Linked DNA regions of Mus musculus: all the other regions are linked to region 4. A link is a contact called in public Micro-C, capture Hi-C and promoter capture Hi-C data. All regions are on one chromosome and are shown on one strand. The core of a region is the stretch at or near the end of the contact, and the rest is flanking DNA. Distances in the headings are between cores, read along the strand shown. Region 1 holds the start of Rasl12 (RAS-like, family 12). Region 2 holds the start of Mtfmt (mitochondrial methionyl-tRNA formyltransferase). Region 3 holds the start of Skor1 (SKI family transcriptional corepressor 1). Region 4 holds the start of Dis3l (DIS3 like exosome 3'-5' exoribonuclease). Region 5 holds the start of Spg21 (SPG21, maspardin).

Region 1 (2,700 bases), core at 46-2,545, 1.1 Mb after region 4:
ACCCTGAGAAAGGCCCAAGGCTACACTGGGATCCCAAACACCCAGTGTAATTGCTGCCTAACTAACAAAGACTTTCTATTAGCTTAACAGCTATGGAAGCAGGTGGATTCCCCTCACAGTGGGTGAATGGGTGACAGCTCACCATTATGGGCCAGGAATGGGATGGAGCTAGTATGCCCTTCCCTCTCCAGCATCAGTGTTTTCCAGAATACAGGCCTTCAGGGTTCTAGAATTTACTCAGGCCTGCCAAAATCACACCCCAAAATTTGCATTTATCTGCCCATTGGTATTTATAGACAGGGACATCAAAACCCAAAGAAGGGCTGGTCCATTGCTGCTATTGCGTTGCAAAAAAAGAAAAAAGAAAGAAAGAAAGAAAGAAAGAGAGAAAGAAAAGAAACCCAAAGAAGTGGGTGATTTTCCCAAAGTTATCTCAGCAACTAAGCTCTTGTGCCCTATCTCCAGCATAGCCTGATCTGAGACCCCAGGGAATGACCCCTACTTCATCAACCTCATCACCAAGCTCAGAACTGCTGTCCACTCCAGAACAAAGAAGACACATTCACATTTTACTCCTGTCAGGGAGAAAAAGTATTCCAGGATGGATTAGATTTCTGGAAGCCAAACCTGTAGAAAGCTTTACGTTTTAGTGGCATTTATCAATTATACATAATAATGAGTCTTGATGTGACATTTTCACACATGCATCTAATGCATTTTGGTCATAGCCACAGCCCCCATAGTCCCTCTCATGTCCCTACCACTCACGTATCCCCTTCCTCTTCCCAGTTACCTTCCTTCCAATTGTCATACTTTTGATTAATTTTTGGCGAGCCAATGAGTTCAAATAGGTTTACTTACAGGAGCGTGGGTGAGGTGTTTTATGTTTGGTTTGAGACAGCCTCACATGTAACTTAAGCTACCCTGGAATAGCCCAGGTTGGCCTCCAATGCACCACTGCTGCAACCCTCCTTCAGCTTCCCAAATGCTGGGACTAGAAGCATAAAACACCTGGCTAGGTCATGAAGTCTTAGCAAGGGGCACAAATCCTTTGTCCCAGGAGCCTGAGTTCTGCAGCGATGCTACTTGGAGTCGCCCATGCAAAACACAGAAGTAAAGTGCTGAGGGTGAGCTGGCTGTGGTCTAAAGCAAAAGTGACACAGAGACCCACCAGGAGGCAAGGAGTGCAACCCTGGTTGCAGGGTGCTCTGGCTGGGGGCTCAGCGGCTTTTAAAAGGCAGTTGGAGCATGGAGGCCACGCCCCGTCCACGCCCCTCCTCCAGCGGGCGGACACCATAGTCTGAGTGACTGGGGGCGTGCAACTAGCAGCCCATCGGGCCGGGAGACCGGCGTGGCCATCTGCAGCTTCGCCATGTCGTCGGTGTTCGGCAAGCCCCGAGCTGGCAGCGGGCCGCACAGCGTGCCCCTGGAAGTTAACCTGGCTATCCTTGGGCGCCGCGGAGCGGGCAAGTCTGGTGAGTAGCTTGGAGAGCGGAGGATGAGGGCAGCTTCATCCACCAGCTCTCAGGGGCTTGCTTCTCCCGGTGGTTGGGTGAGTCCCTAAGACTGCTTTTTGCCTCAGTTTCTCTGTTGCAGGCTATCACTCTCGCCTTGCTTCTCCATCGCTTTGGTTATCTTTAGCTGCTTGCCTGCCTCTGCCTCTGTTCTCGGTGCCTGTGACTCCTGTCCCCCCCCAAATTCTCTCTTTGTGTTTCTCTTAGTTCCTCTACTTATCTGCATCCCTAGGACCAGCAGCCAAATCTCATCAGCTGACACTAACGAGACCTGTTGGCGCTGGTCTCCAGTCCTGGGTCCCCTTTGAATTCAGTGGCATCTTTGCTACTCCTTGATCTGTGCTGTCCACCCCACCCCCTCCAAGAAACTTAGTAGAAGTCATTTGAGATTAGAATTTCTCAGGCTTGGGCCACTCCTCCACTGCCAACCCTTGGGACTCTGAAACAGACTATTCTTATCAAATGTATTTGTTTCAAGCCAGACCCCTCTTGACTTTCAAGAAAGTCTGTAGTCCCAGGTGCCAAGACCTTGTCCTTGGGAAACCTGGGATCTTGGGCTACTACTAAGATAATTTCTGTCATCCTAGACCTTCATCACTTCTAAAAGTCATCACAGAGACCCCAAAAGGAGTGTTTGCCCTGCTCTCTGACACTTAAAGACCCAACCAGCTGAAGATGGGGGACCAGAAGGGGCTCCTCTGGCTACCCAGTTCCAGCCTACAGCGAATGGCCACCAGGCCTGTGAGCTATGACTTTCCTTCTCTTCCTTTCTCTGAGATTCTCTGAGGAAGTTTGAAGTCAGCACTCCTGGCTCAGAAGTGGAACCCAAAACACGGTTTTCCTTTGAAAACCAGCCTGTTCCCAGTGACTCAACCAATGGTCAGCTAGTGACTACACGGATGAAGGAATTCTCTTTTATTTTTGAGGCAGTCTCATGTAGCCCAGGCTGTCCCAGAACTTGTTATGAAGGCAAGGATGGCCCTGTATTCCTGAATCCTCTACCTTCCTCTTCCAAGTGCTGGGTTTGTAAATGTGTACCACCATTCCTGGCACTGGTAAACTTGGGGATGGAACCCAGGGCTTCGTACGTGGTAAGCAAACACTCAACCAACCAGGTAACATCTTCAGTGCCAGAAAGTTTAGAATATGTGTTCCCTGGCTAGTAGTTTGCCAACGGGCAGTGTTA
Region 2 (2,700 bases), core at 127-2,626, 1.1 Mb after region 4:
GCAGTGAGTCTCCTAGATCTGGCAATGTGTGTGCTAGAAAACAAACTCAGGTCCTCTGCAAGAACAGCGAGCATCTTAACCACTGAGCCGTCTCTCCAGCTCCAGTAGGTCACACCTTCAGTCGGTATTCAAAAGACAGCACCTTGAGTGTCAGAATCATGTTCCACTTCCCCTAAGTTAGGATTCTGGGACTGACTTGATCAGAGGAGGATACGGCTTGGCATCACATCTCATTTCCCTCATATGGTCAGATGCACCGGCTAGCAGCATCATAATCTTTGCCTCTCTTTTCTACTTAGCCCAAGGAATTTGCCGCTCTCTGGGCACACATTGGCCAACTTTCCACAACTATGGCAAACAAAGCCGCTCTCAGTTTTGAGGGGACACATGGAGAAAAAAATTATTGAATCTGTGAGGTAGGAGTTCAAGGCCTCAGGGAGGGTGTTGTCTTAGCACTGAAAAATGGATACCATTTAGTGAGGAAGAGAGGAAATGTGAGGTGGATGGAACGCTCAAGGGCACAGAAGCAGGGATCCTCAAAACTAAATGAAAGACTGCTCCAGGGCCTCTGGCTTTCAGGCCATGTGACAGGAATTAGATGAGAGAGGAACCTGATGCTGCTCTATAGCCAGAGCCAGCGTCACAAGCATGACCCATGTTAAGGACCCCAGTGTACCTTGGAAACACATATCTATCTGCACACCATGGTCTTCAGAGGTCTTCAGCAGATAGCCCTCACCCCTCCGTTTCCCTACAGTCTCCCTATGGCATCCCACATGGGAGGCCTGAGAATCTAAGAGTCTTGGATTCCTGAAGTGACTTCAGACAGGTGAGCAAACCTTAGTTTCATTGGGTGTGGAAATCCTGAGTTGCTTAGTAGTTAAGATTGCTGTTCAGGTCGAATGGTTAGGATCATGGCTTTGGAGCTGGAGGGACAGGACCCCTCGTTGCAGAGATGGCTCAGCAGTTAAGAGCACTGGCTTCCCTTCCATAGGACCCAGGTTCAATTCCCAGGCCCATGTGGCAGCTCAGAACTGTCTCGAGTTGTAGGGGATTCCACACTCTTACACAGACATGCATGCAGGCAAAGCACCAAAGCACGTAAAACAAAAATAAATTAAAAAAAAATTTGTAAAGTTTTAAAAAATAGTTTCTTTTAAAGGTTTGTTTTATTCATATGAGTGTCTTGCTTGTGTGTATATATCTGCAGTGTTCTTTGAAGAGCTTGGCTGAATAATACACATCAAAGTCCCCTCAAATTTCTTCCTTAGTGGTTCTTCAGTTGAGCCACGCCTCCAAAGCGGCAGGCCCCGCCTTGTCGTCTGCGCGTGCTTGGGCCTTTGAGCTCTTTGCTCCGCCCCCCACCATGGGCACGCATGCGCATGGTGGGCCGCTGCGGGCCGAGGTGATGCTCCTTCCGCGGTGCTGCTGGGGTCGGTGGCTGATGGGAAGGAGGCCACGCTGTTCCTGTCAAGCACCTGCCGGGTTCGACGGGAAGGACGGCCGAGGTTCCCGAGTCCGCGAGAAGCCGCCTTGGCGGGTGCTGTTCCTCGGCACCGACCACTTTGCCCGGGAAACGCTGCGGGCGCTGCACGCCGCCAGGTACCGGGGCAGGGTCCCACGCCGAGCCGCGGTGGCGACCCCAGGGCAGCGAGGTCCCGGGAAGGCGCCCTGTTGGGTCCCGGCCGGCAGAGCTCCTGTGGCTCCTGCAGCATCTGCCAGCAGACCCTCCATCTCCCCGAGCCTGGGAACCGGTACCTGGAGAGGCCCGGCCAGTACCCAGGGTCGTGGGCGGAGCCGGTTAGCTGAAAAGGGCTGTGACTCCAAAGTTCGTCCCTTCCTGGTGTTGGTGGCCTCCGTTTCCTTGCCCTTTTACACGCCTGTGTTTTCAAATGAATACATTTCTAAGTTAGAACAGTTTCATATACATATAATATTTATGCGATTTAACTAACCTTGTCTACTAGGAAGAAAGTTATTTGTAATTCACCCTTTCCTGAAAGGCTGCTGTGTCTACCGCCCCACTTCCCTGGAAGGATATTTGGTTATTTATCGGTCCCTGGTTTCCAGGCACTTATCTCGCCTCCATCCCTGCCTTCCTACAAACACTTTTCTTTTTAAATAAGATTTTTACTTTGAGATTTTATTTGTATGTGTGTGTGTCTATGAGCATGTACGTGTTGGTGCCTGTGGAGGCCTAAAGTGAGTGTCCCATTCCCTGGAGCTGGAGTGACAGGCCCTTGTGAGCTACACCCTGTGGATGCTGTAAGAAGAGAGCTGACTTCTGAAAGTTTTCCTCTCATTTCCACACACATGCTGTAGCATACGCCTGCACACACGCACACAGTAATAATAGCACATGCCCACACCATGCACACAATAATAATAATAAAAGACAATTTAATTTTTAAATTATTAAATTTAAACCCTGTGTGTTGGTTGCAAAAAATCTTAATTATTTTAGCTCTAAATGTACTATGGGTTTAATCATAAAAATAGCTTTGCTGTGCATGAAATAGTTTAGCTTTGGGCTGTTGCCCTGACACTGTCAAATTTTTTTTCCCCCAATCTTTCTGATTCAGAGACGGCAAAGAGGAAAAGTTAATTGAGAAACTGGAGGTTGTCACAGTGCCTTCGCTATCCCCCAAAGGACTACCTGTGAAGCAATATGCTATTCAGTCTCAGCTCCCGGTGTACGAG
Region 3 (2,700 bases), core at 152-2,651, 1.2 Mb before region 4:
GCTGCGAACCCCTGCGCTGCCCCCAGGTCCTCCAGGTCCTGCAGGGCCACTAGCTGCCGCCGCCAGGCCAAGTGCGCGCTGCGGATGCGGTGGAGGTGGCCCGGGAGGCCCAGCCGCCTCGTCTTCACCGCAGCGCAGACTTTTGTGGGGCGGTGGGCCTGGGGCCATCTCTGAGCCGCACCCTGGACCGCCACCGCCACCAGCGCCGCCCTTCCCTGCACCACCAGACCCGCTATTAGCGCCGCCTCCGCCGCCCCCTTGCAGGGAGAAGGTCCGCTTGCGCGTACCGCCATTAAACATAGCCTTGACGTCCTCCCAAGCGTGGCTCAGTTCGTCGGTGGCCGACTTGTCACTGAGTTTGAGGTGCCGACGCCACGAGTTAAAGTTGGCGGCGTCGGGCTGAGTGTACTTGGCGTCGGGTGTGCGGTGCGAATGGAAGATGAACTTGTTGGGAGAGAAATACATACTGCAGTAGCCGCACTTGATGCACTTAGCACGAGAGCTGTTGTAACGGGCAGGGATGAAGCTGCCCCGAGAGCCCCATGCGCACTCGTGCACCACGTCAAAGGCGAAGTTCTCAGGCAGTTTGGGGGGCTTGTGCTCGCCCAGGAACGACTTGCACAGGCGTTCGGCCTCTCGTTTTGTGATCATACCACAGCGGCGAGAGGAGATGGGCATGGCCCCGGCCCGACGCAGTATCTCCAGCTGCACCGGCGTGCATTGCACGCATGTGATGCCCAGGGCCACGCGGCGGTTGTGGATCTCATTGTAGCTGTAGTTTTTGAGCAGGGTGTTGGAGATCTGGGCTAGGCACAGGCGCTCCTGCCCATCAATGACCAGCGACACGATGGGTACCCCGTACAGCGACGTCTCGCCCACCTGGTTGGGTTTAAGGGCGCTGGATCCCGAGTAGGGCTGCAGCTCTTGCTTGGAGTTGGGAGAGGAGCTGCCCTCGCGTCCCGGCCCCAGCTGAGTGGTGAGAGCCTCCATGCCGCCGCTCCTGCGAAACAGAGAGAGCAGAGAGCAGATGAGCCATTTTTTTAGCGCCGCTACCTAGGTTCAGGCCCGCCCAGCGGGGCGCAACGTGTGGGGTGCGAGGGGGTTACTTGGCAGTGGGGAGCTCAAGCTCATTCGTCCCACGGACTGGCCCCTTTTGTTATTCAGACCAGCTTCTGAGCTGAAACAAAAGCACCCGGGGGGCTAAGGGAGGAAAAGGGAAAATCGAAACCTCAGGAAAGCCCCGGCTGCCAGGAAACCAATCCTGTTTTCAGATTGGAAAGGAAGTGGGACCCAGAGACGGAGAGTGACTTGCCCAAGGCCACACAGCAATGCCATAGCCAAATCCAGGCTTTCCAGCCGGCACTCAGGTTTGCGTGCCTTCAGCTACCTCACAGCTCGCCCTGCCCGCCAGGGTCCTGAAGCCCGGACTTCAGGGACCAGCGGCCCCTCTGCTCAGTCGCGCATGCACGCGTGCGGGCGGGGGCAGTGAAGGGAGAGGTGGGGAGGCGAAGGAGGGGCACTCACTGCCCATCACAAACTGCAGGATGTAGGGGTGGGGGCAGGGAGAAGGGGGAGGGATGGAGGTTGAAGGAGGAGGATAGAAGGAAGAGGAGGAGGCCACTGCTGTTCGCGGTGCTGAACCCTACCCTTTCCAAAGCTTGTCGCGTGCACCACGACCTCGGGTGGCCCCCAATGCACCTATCTTCGTGGTGACCGGCTTCCAGGGACAACAGTACCGGTTTGCACAAACCTGTACTTCTCTTCTGACTCCTTGAGCCCGGTGTTCCTTGAGCAGAAAGAGTCCAGCTGGGTTTACAAAACGCTTTCTTGCCAGCCATCAGTTAGGCCGGGATCACGCAGTCTCTAACCACATTTTCTGCATTTTTTAGCTGCATTCCAGACTAAAGCCGGCTCCCCTCTTGTCAGCGCTTGGGACAGAGAGGTTCTCACAGGCGTTTCTCTGGAGTCACTTTTTAGCTTTGGAAACATGCCCCTGAGCTTTCTGTCCTCTTCCACACAGCTTTTCTTACTCAGACCCAACACAGGCTCCCCAGGCTCTGGGCTGCTCCTTTTGTGGGGGTGACTCCTCTTTGAGTATCCTTCATGCCCCGACATCAGCTCAGATGGGCTAGAAGGAATCTTGGCCACTCTTGGAAGCCACTGTAAAACTCCAAGCACTAAAAAGTTGCTGCTGGTCCCTCGCTTTGATCTCTGGAGAAGGCAGAGAGGAAGCTGTATCCACAGTCTAGCCTGGTGGAGGACCCAGGAATTGATGTTTAGGGCCTTCTAGGTCGCCCAGTCACCTCACGTGTCTTCAGACACTCAGGGCTCCATGGACCCAATGCTGGGCGGCAGGCGCTCTTGCCGCCAATCTAGTCCCTAGGACTCCCTCCTCCGAACTTGGCTGGAAAAGCAAATCCATTTCAGAGGGGTAGCTTCACTCTAACAGGGATCCGAATTCCAAAGCTAAGAACCTGGCATCTTTGGTCTGCAGGTATCTTTCCCTCCCTCTGTTTGCTTAGATACTTATTTGTCGATCTTATCTGTCCCTGAGCTGTCTGTCGCTGCCAGCTCACCGCTCTTTCTCCCATCTATCTTGTATCTTGTTCAAGTATCAACCTATTTATTATCTGTTTCATCTCTTCCAGTCAAACTGAGGCAAGTTGATCCTCCCTTGTCACTGAAATCCCCAGTAACATT
Region 4 (2,700 bases), core at 82-2,581:
TTCTACTAAGCCATCACAGACATGCATGAGCACTGACTGCGTTGGCTACTTACATATCCATTATATCTCTATCTACATATACACACGTGTATATATATGTAAGGGCAAGAGTGCACATGTGTGTGTGTGTTGACCCCTTGTAAGCATCTAACAATTCCAAGGCTATTCGGTCTGAAGCTTCCTAACACGGCTACACGGTTCTAGGGTTGAGGAGAACGTCCTAAAAAGGATGCGCTGTTCAATCAATGGGCTTCCACTCAACTGACACCTTGGTCAAGCTGTGACCTCAATCATGTATTCTGAAAAGACCCCCTCACGCTCATCTCCCACTAGGGGTAACAAACAGCTGGAGGGTCTGCGTACTGGCAGGAGCAGAGCAGGCAATGTCAAATGTCCAGCCAGCGTAATACGCTCAGGAGTAAGGTGCCAATAGCATTTTCGGGCAGAAAGGAGGAGGTGCCTACGCCCTTAGGTCCCCCTGGAAAAACCGAAGCATCCGGTGCCTGCAGGCTCTTCCACTTAGCCCGGCTATTGTAGCAGGCAGGTCCGGAGAGGAGCGCCCCTGAGGCTGCAGAGGCCGGTCCTGCCTGTGCCGGCCACTGGGAGGGAAGACTGGACGCACCGGGGACGCTCCAGGGCCGCTCCCGGCTGCCCCAGTACCGCCGAGCCCAGACGGTTATGCTCGCTCCGGCTGCCTACAGTCCGCGAGGGTCTGGCTCCGCCCTTGATGCCAGCGCTAAGCCGCCCTCGCTGCTCAGCTTCCCGCTCTCCTCTCTCCTTGGGTCCCGCTTCCTTCACTAGGGCCCCGCCGCCATCGCGACGCCAGGCCGGGATTCCCTTTGCTCTTTGGGCCTCTGCCACCCTCGCTCCTCAGGCCTCAGGTCCCTTCGCTCGCGCCCGGCAGCCTTCGCTACGTCAGGCCCCGGCCTCCCTCGTTCCTTTGGTCCTGGCTTCCCTCGTTCTCCGAGTCCCGGCTTCTCTCGCTCTCCGAGCCCCGGCTTCCCTCTCCGGCTCCGGCCTCCCTCGCTCTTCCCGCCCGGGCCTTCCCGGTCCACCCCGGCTCTGACCGTTGCGGCAGGCGGCAGGCTGCGGGCACAGCGGGCTGTTGCAAGGCACGCTGGGCCGCAGGTAGTGTTCACGCACGATCCGCAGCGTCCGACCCTGGAAGGTCCTCAGCAGCAGCACCTTCTCCCGCTTCTGCAGCATGCTGGCGGCGTCGCCCGGCACTGTGGCCGGGAAGCGGCGGGCGGCGGGCGGCAGGCGGCAGGCTCAGGCGAGACCGAGGCCTGAGGCCCGCCCCTCGGGCCTGGTCGGGCAGGCAGCAGCGTTCACGTTCCCGCTACCGCTACCGGGAGCGACCTAGCCAGGGCTGAGAATCCTCCGGGCCCAGTCCTACTCGCGCCTTTTATTCCTCTCTGTGCCTTAGTTGTCCCCGGGCGGGAAAAGTGTAGATAAACTTCACCCGAAGAATCCTCGGGTGTGAAGGTAGGATGTGGCAGGTAGTCTAAGAGTCGAGTGTAAAAGGATTATTATTTTTATTTTTATTATTATTTTTTTTACTTTGTTTCTACCCACAGGCCCGTGTGCGAAGGGCTGCCATAGCAACAGAGGTAATGCCGGGCAGTGATGGCTCATGCCTTTAATCCCAGCACTTGGGAGGCAGAGGCAGGTGGATTTCTGAGTTCAAGGCCAGCCCGGTCTACAGAGTGAGTTCTAGGACAGCCAGGGCTACACAGAGAAACCCTGTCTCGAAAAACCAAAACAAAAAACAAACAAAAAACAAAACAAAAACCAGAGGTAATAACTGTAGAGTTTTCTCGTCCTTGTTTTTGCAGTATCTGAAAGAATTGAAAAGCTCAGCAAAAAAGCTGGTAACCCTGCTGGCCAAACCGGTTTTCCTCTTCAAAAATATGCTTATTTTAAATTTTAATACACGTAAACATTCAAACACTACAGATAAAATGAAAACCAGTCCTTCTGGGGTAAACACTCTACAACTTTTATAGCGCTGGCAGCCTCGGGCAAAGGACTTCTTAGAGCCGCTATTGACATGATCTCTAAGTACTGTGCTTGTAGTGTTTGACAAAAAGGACGGTATCTTGGGAGACCACACACCCTGGATTCTCCAAGCACTGAGCCCACTGGAGCAAGAGTATCATTTAGCTTCCTTAAATCAAAGGAGTGGGTGTTTATTTGTATCATTTTATAGGCTGTGAGGCTGCATTAAGGGAGCTTAAGTGCCCAAGGATACCTAGTTATTATGTTTCAGAACCAATCTTGAAGCTAGAAACTGCTCAACTTCAAAGCAGGTTAAGCATCATCTAGTCACTGGTGAATAAAAGAGAGAGCGCCTGCACCAAAGGAATTTACTGCTTGGCAACCTTTGGTTAATGTGGCTGGCCCAGTTGGCTGGAAACACCTGGTTCTTCCAACGCAGCTGAAATAAACCAGGACCAGTCTCTCATTTCACCCTAAGGGAATGCTAAAGGGTCATGGTCTCCTCCTCCTCCTCATATCTCTGTGTCAAATCACTTGGTGAAACTCAAGGTAGACTTGCACAAACAGGAAAATAATGTAGAGCTGGCAAACAGGCACCAGACAGTGCAAGGAGAGTCCCTAAAGCTCTCCACAGTGAAAGAGGCTCTCCCTGTCTAATACAGGAGTCAGTTCCAGAGAGACCAGAGGACAGTGAGTAGCCAA
Region 5 (2,700 bases), core at 91-2,590, 1.1 Mb after region 4:
GTGTCTGGTGTTTGTCTAAGTTCTAGACTGGAACCTAAGACTCCTGAGCCATAGATCAGTGTTTGGTTGTTTTGTGGTTTTGTTTTTGTTTTTTTGAGTCATTGTTTTCGTCTGTGCTCTCTAGGCCTGGAGAGATGGTTTGGTGGTTAACAAACTTACTGCTCTTCCAGAGGACCAAAGCTGAGTTCCTAGTACCCAGTCAGGCTTGATCCATCTTAATCATCTGCAGTTCCAGCTCCAGGGGGTCCAAAGCTGGCCTCAGCAGGCATCAACACACACACGTACACACACACACACACACACGCACACACACACGTACAGGCACACGCACACACACACACGCACACGTACATGCACAGGCACAGGGACACGCACACACACACACACACACGTGGGGGCTGAGAGATTGCTCAGAGGTTAAGAATACATATTACTTTTACACCCGTGTTAGGCAACTCACAAACACTTGTAATGCCAGCTCTAGGATCCTCCTCTGCCCTCCTTATAAACTACACTCATGTGCACCATATATTCTCTCTCCCACAAACACACACACGATTAAAAGTAATAATAATAAAAAATATTTTTAAAAGTCCCTAAAACATTAGGATCTTGCTTTAGGAACCTTACAAATTTTCAAACAAGATTGACAGGTCACTCAATATTATTATGCATTATTTCAGAGCAAAGCTGTAAGCTAACTGAAAGGTGTTGTGGCATCTGCCACATCTCTCGTAAGAACAGTGACTAGACTGTGCCTGACAGAAGAGGGCAAACCAGCGCTGAGTATACCCCCTCAACATCAGCACAAAGCCATAAAAGGAGACAAGGCTTTGAAAGGAGGTCAGAGGACAGCGTCTATACAAAAGGTAAAAACAATTTTGCTGAGAAAGCATATGCAGTTGGGAGGCTGAAGGGGAATGGGACATGGGAGGCAGAGACTAAGGGAGGGTGATGATCCAAATTCTTTATATAGGTATCAAAATGTCCTAATTAAGCCATTGTAATGAACTGATATATACTAATGTTTTAAAAAGACTATGTCAAGGCCTATTCACCAAAGCTATGGACCAAAAGTGTCTCCCCACCAAAGCATGAAGACGCCTAAAAACCGAAGTCAGAAGCACATCCCCGGGGCCTACAGCCTAGATTTTTCACTTCCTCCTCCATGCTCCTGTCAGAAGTGACCAAGAACTGACCCTTATCCACCACCAGCCTCCACAGCCTCTAGGACACCGCAAATCTCAGAACAGGGCCTCCCTTGCCAGCCCCGTCGCCATAGTAACCACCAGAGCCCCGCCCCTTCCTCGCCATCTGGTCCCGCCTCCTCGGAACCCGGAAGCGGGAGGCGCGCCCGGGGAGCTCGCAGTACCAAAGCTGGGAGGCGGTGGCCTCTGGCTGCTCGGCCGCGCGCCCCCTCTGCCCGCTGCTCCCGCGGGGCTCCTGATCTGCGGCCGCCGGTCCAGTCCGCGCCCCGCCGACTCCATCCTCTGCGCCCAAATCGGGGCGAAGATCCGTCTAGGCTGGAAAGAAAGGGACGCGGGAGCGGCCACGGCAGGTGAGGGGCAGGCCCTGGAAAGCAAGAGTGTGGGTGTGTGGTGCGTGTAGGGTTGTAGGTGGGCGTGTATCGAGCATGCGTGACTTACGAGCAGAGTTCACGAGTGGGCAGGTCCTTGTGACCATGCACGTGATCCATATCTCTGTGTGTGCGTGTGGTGCGCTCTCGCGGGCGCCTGTGTGTGTCCGATTGTGCCTGTGGGTCTGTCTAAGGTTCAGCCTCGGTTCATTGCGGATTGTTGTTGTTTCTGAACTGGTGGAACCCAGGGCGGCCCCTATGGCGATTGGTGCCCAAAATCCTTAGTCAGACATCCTCATTTTCTTGAGCCACCCATCCTGGGGCAGAAATTCAGGAGCATTTTGGTTTCAGTCAACTTTTAAGGGCTGCGAGTAGAGTTGTTTTAAAGATCCTACCTCAGACTAGGTGTGAGGCCTGTGAAAGAGTCATGAAGAGTGTAGCAGGGCGAGAGAAACCCCCCCCCCCTTTTTTCTTCTTTTCCCAGGGAGTTAGAAGTTAGGGGCTGATGTTGTTTTGTCTCCATCTGCAGTGGTCTAGCTTCTCTTTTTGCAAGGATTCTGCACATTGGGAAGCCGTCTAATAGCTGTGTATGAGTTTTCAAAAAGATTTTACACCAGAACCTTGAAACGAGTGGTCAGAGAGAAAGATGTGCGGGCAGCGTCTCCTCTCATGATATTTAGAGAGAAGTGGATAGGTTCCTGGAGAAAGGATAAATCTTACCTGAAGAAATCTCCAAAAAGATGGCTATTTAATACATATAGGTGTGGTGAAGGATGAAGATGTGTAGTGAACAGCCCGCCGCAGGGCCTTAGGTGTAGTTCAGTGGTAAAAGCCCATGGTGAGCGTTCCCCAACACCGAGAACCATAGTTATGTCACCTAGAGGCTCTCTAGTTCTAATAACCTTTTTAATTGGTTGTATTAACAACCACAGATTGTCCCTATATAAGACACCTATACATTGAGATAAAGGACCAGCAATATGTGACTGACCGTGTGTTAAACATTTGTAGAGGCGATTTCCTCAGCTATGAACTGCAGGTTCTGTTGAAACTCTGAAGGCCAAGTACATGCTCTCTCACAACTAGCCAACTTACTGTCCAGCAACGCAAGGTCCAAGAAGAGC

Evidence for each region. Promoter capture Hi-C pulls out the DNA fragments that hold promoters and counts their contacts. Hi-C and Micro-C count contacts between places; a contact is called where the count stands out from the background. Capture Hi-C pulls out chosen DNA fragments and counts their contacts.
Region 1: a promoter capture Hi-C map of liver shows a contact between it and region 4, with 2.9 times the contacts expected there. The contact joins the promoter of Rasl12 here to the promoter of Dis3l in region 4. A contact is called at or near these places in 3 of 39 promoter capture datasets (liver and pre-B cells) and 1 of 9 other capture datasets (liver).
Region 2: a promoter capture Hi-C map of pre-B cells shows a contact between it and region 4, with 2.8 times the contacts expected there. The contact joins the promoter of Mtfmt here to the promoter of Dis3l in region 4. A contact is called at or near these places in 2 of 39 promoter capture datasets (cranial neural crest and pre-B cells).
Region 3: a contact with region 4 is called in a Micro-C map of embryonic stem cells, with 6 times the contacts expected there. The contact joins the promoter of Skor1 here to the promoter of Dis3l in region 4. A contact is called at or near these places in 1 of 39 promoter capture datasets (liver), 2 of 484 Hi-C or Micro-C datasets (B cells and embryonic stem cells) and 2 of 9 other capture datasets (adipose tissue and liver).
Region 5: a contact with region 4 is called in a capture Hi-C map of macrophages, with 4 times the contacts expected there. The contact joins the promoter of Spg21 here to the promoter of Dis3l in region 4. A contact is called at or near these places in 1 of 39 promoter capture datasets (erythroid cells) and 1 of 9 other capture datasets (macrophages).

The regions. Positions count from the first base shown.
Region 1 is chr9:65,397,193-65,399,892 of GRCm38.p6, forward strand. Rasl12 (RAS-like, family 12) reads left to right here and starts at 1,296. Exons shown (of 5, transcript NM_001033158.2): 1 at 1,296-1,475. The coding sequence starts at 1,373.
Region 2 is chr9:65,434,406-65,437,105 of GRCm38.p6, forward strand. It overlaps Mtfmt (mitochondrial methionyl-tRNA formyltransferase), which reads left to right and starts at 1,377. Exons shown (of 9, transcript NM_027134.3): 1 at 1,377-1,602; 2 at 2,583-2,700. The coding sequence starts at 1,409.
Region 3 is chr9:63,145,579-63,148,278 of GRCm38.p6, forward strand. Skor1 (SKI family transcriptional corepressor 1) reads right to left here and starts at 1,402. Exons shown (of 9, transcript NM_172446.3): 1 at 1,229-1,402; 2 at 1-1,000. The coding sequence starts at 1,335.
Region 4 is chr9:64,339,926-64,342,625 of GRCm38.p6, forward strand. It overlaps Dis3l (DIS3 like exosome 3'-5' exoribonuclease), which reads right to left and starts at 1,332. Exons shown (of 17, transcript NM_001001295.2): 1 at 1,068-1,332. The coding sequence starts at 1,206.
Region 5 is chr9:65,459,597-65,462,296 of GRCm38.p6, forward strand. Spg21 (SPG21, maspardin) reads left to right here and starts at 1,341. Exons shown (of 9, transcript NM_138584.2): 1 at 1,341-1,558.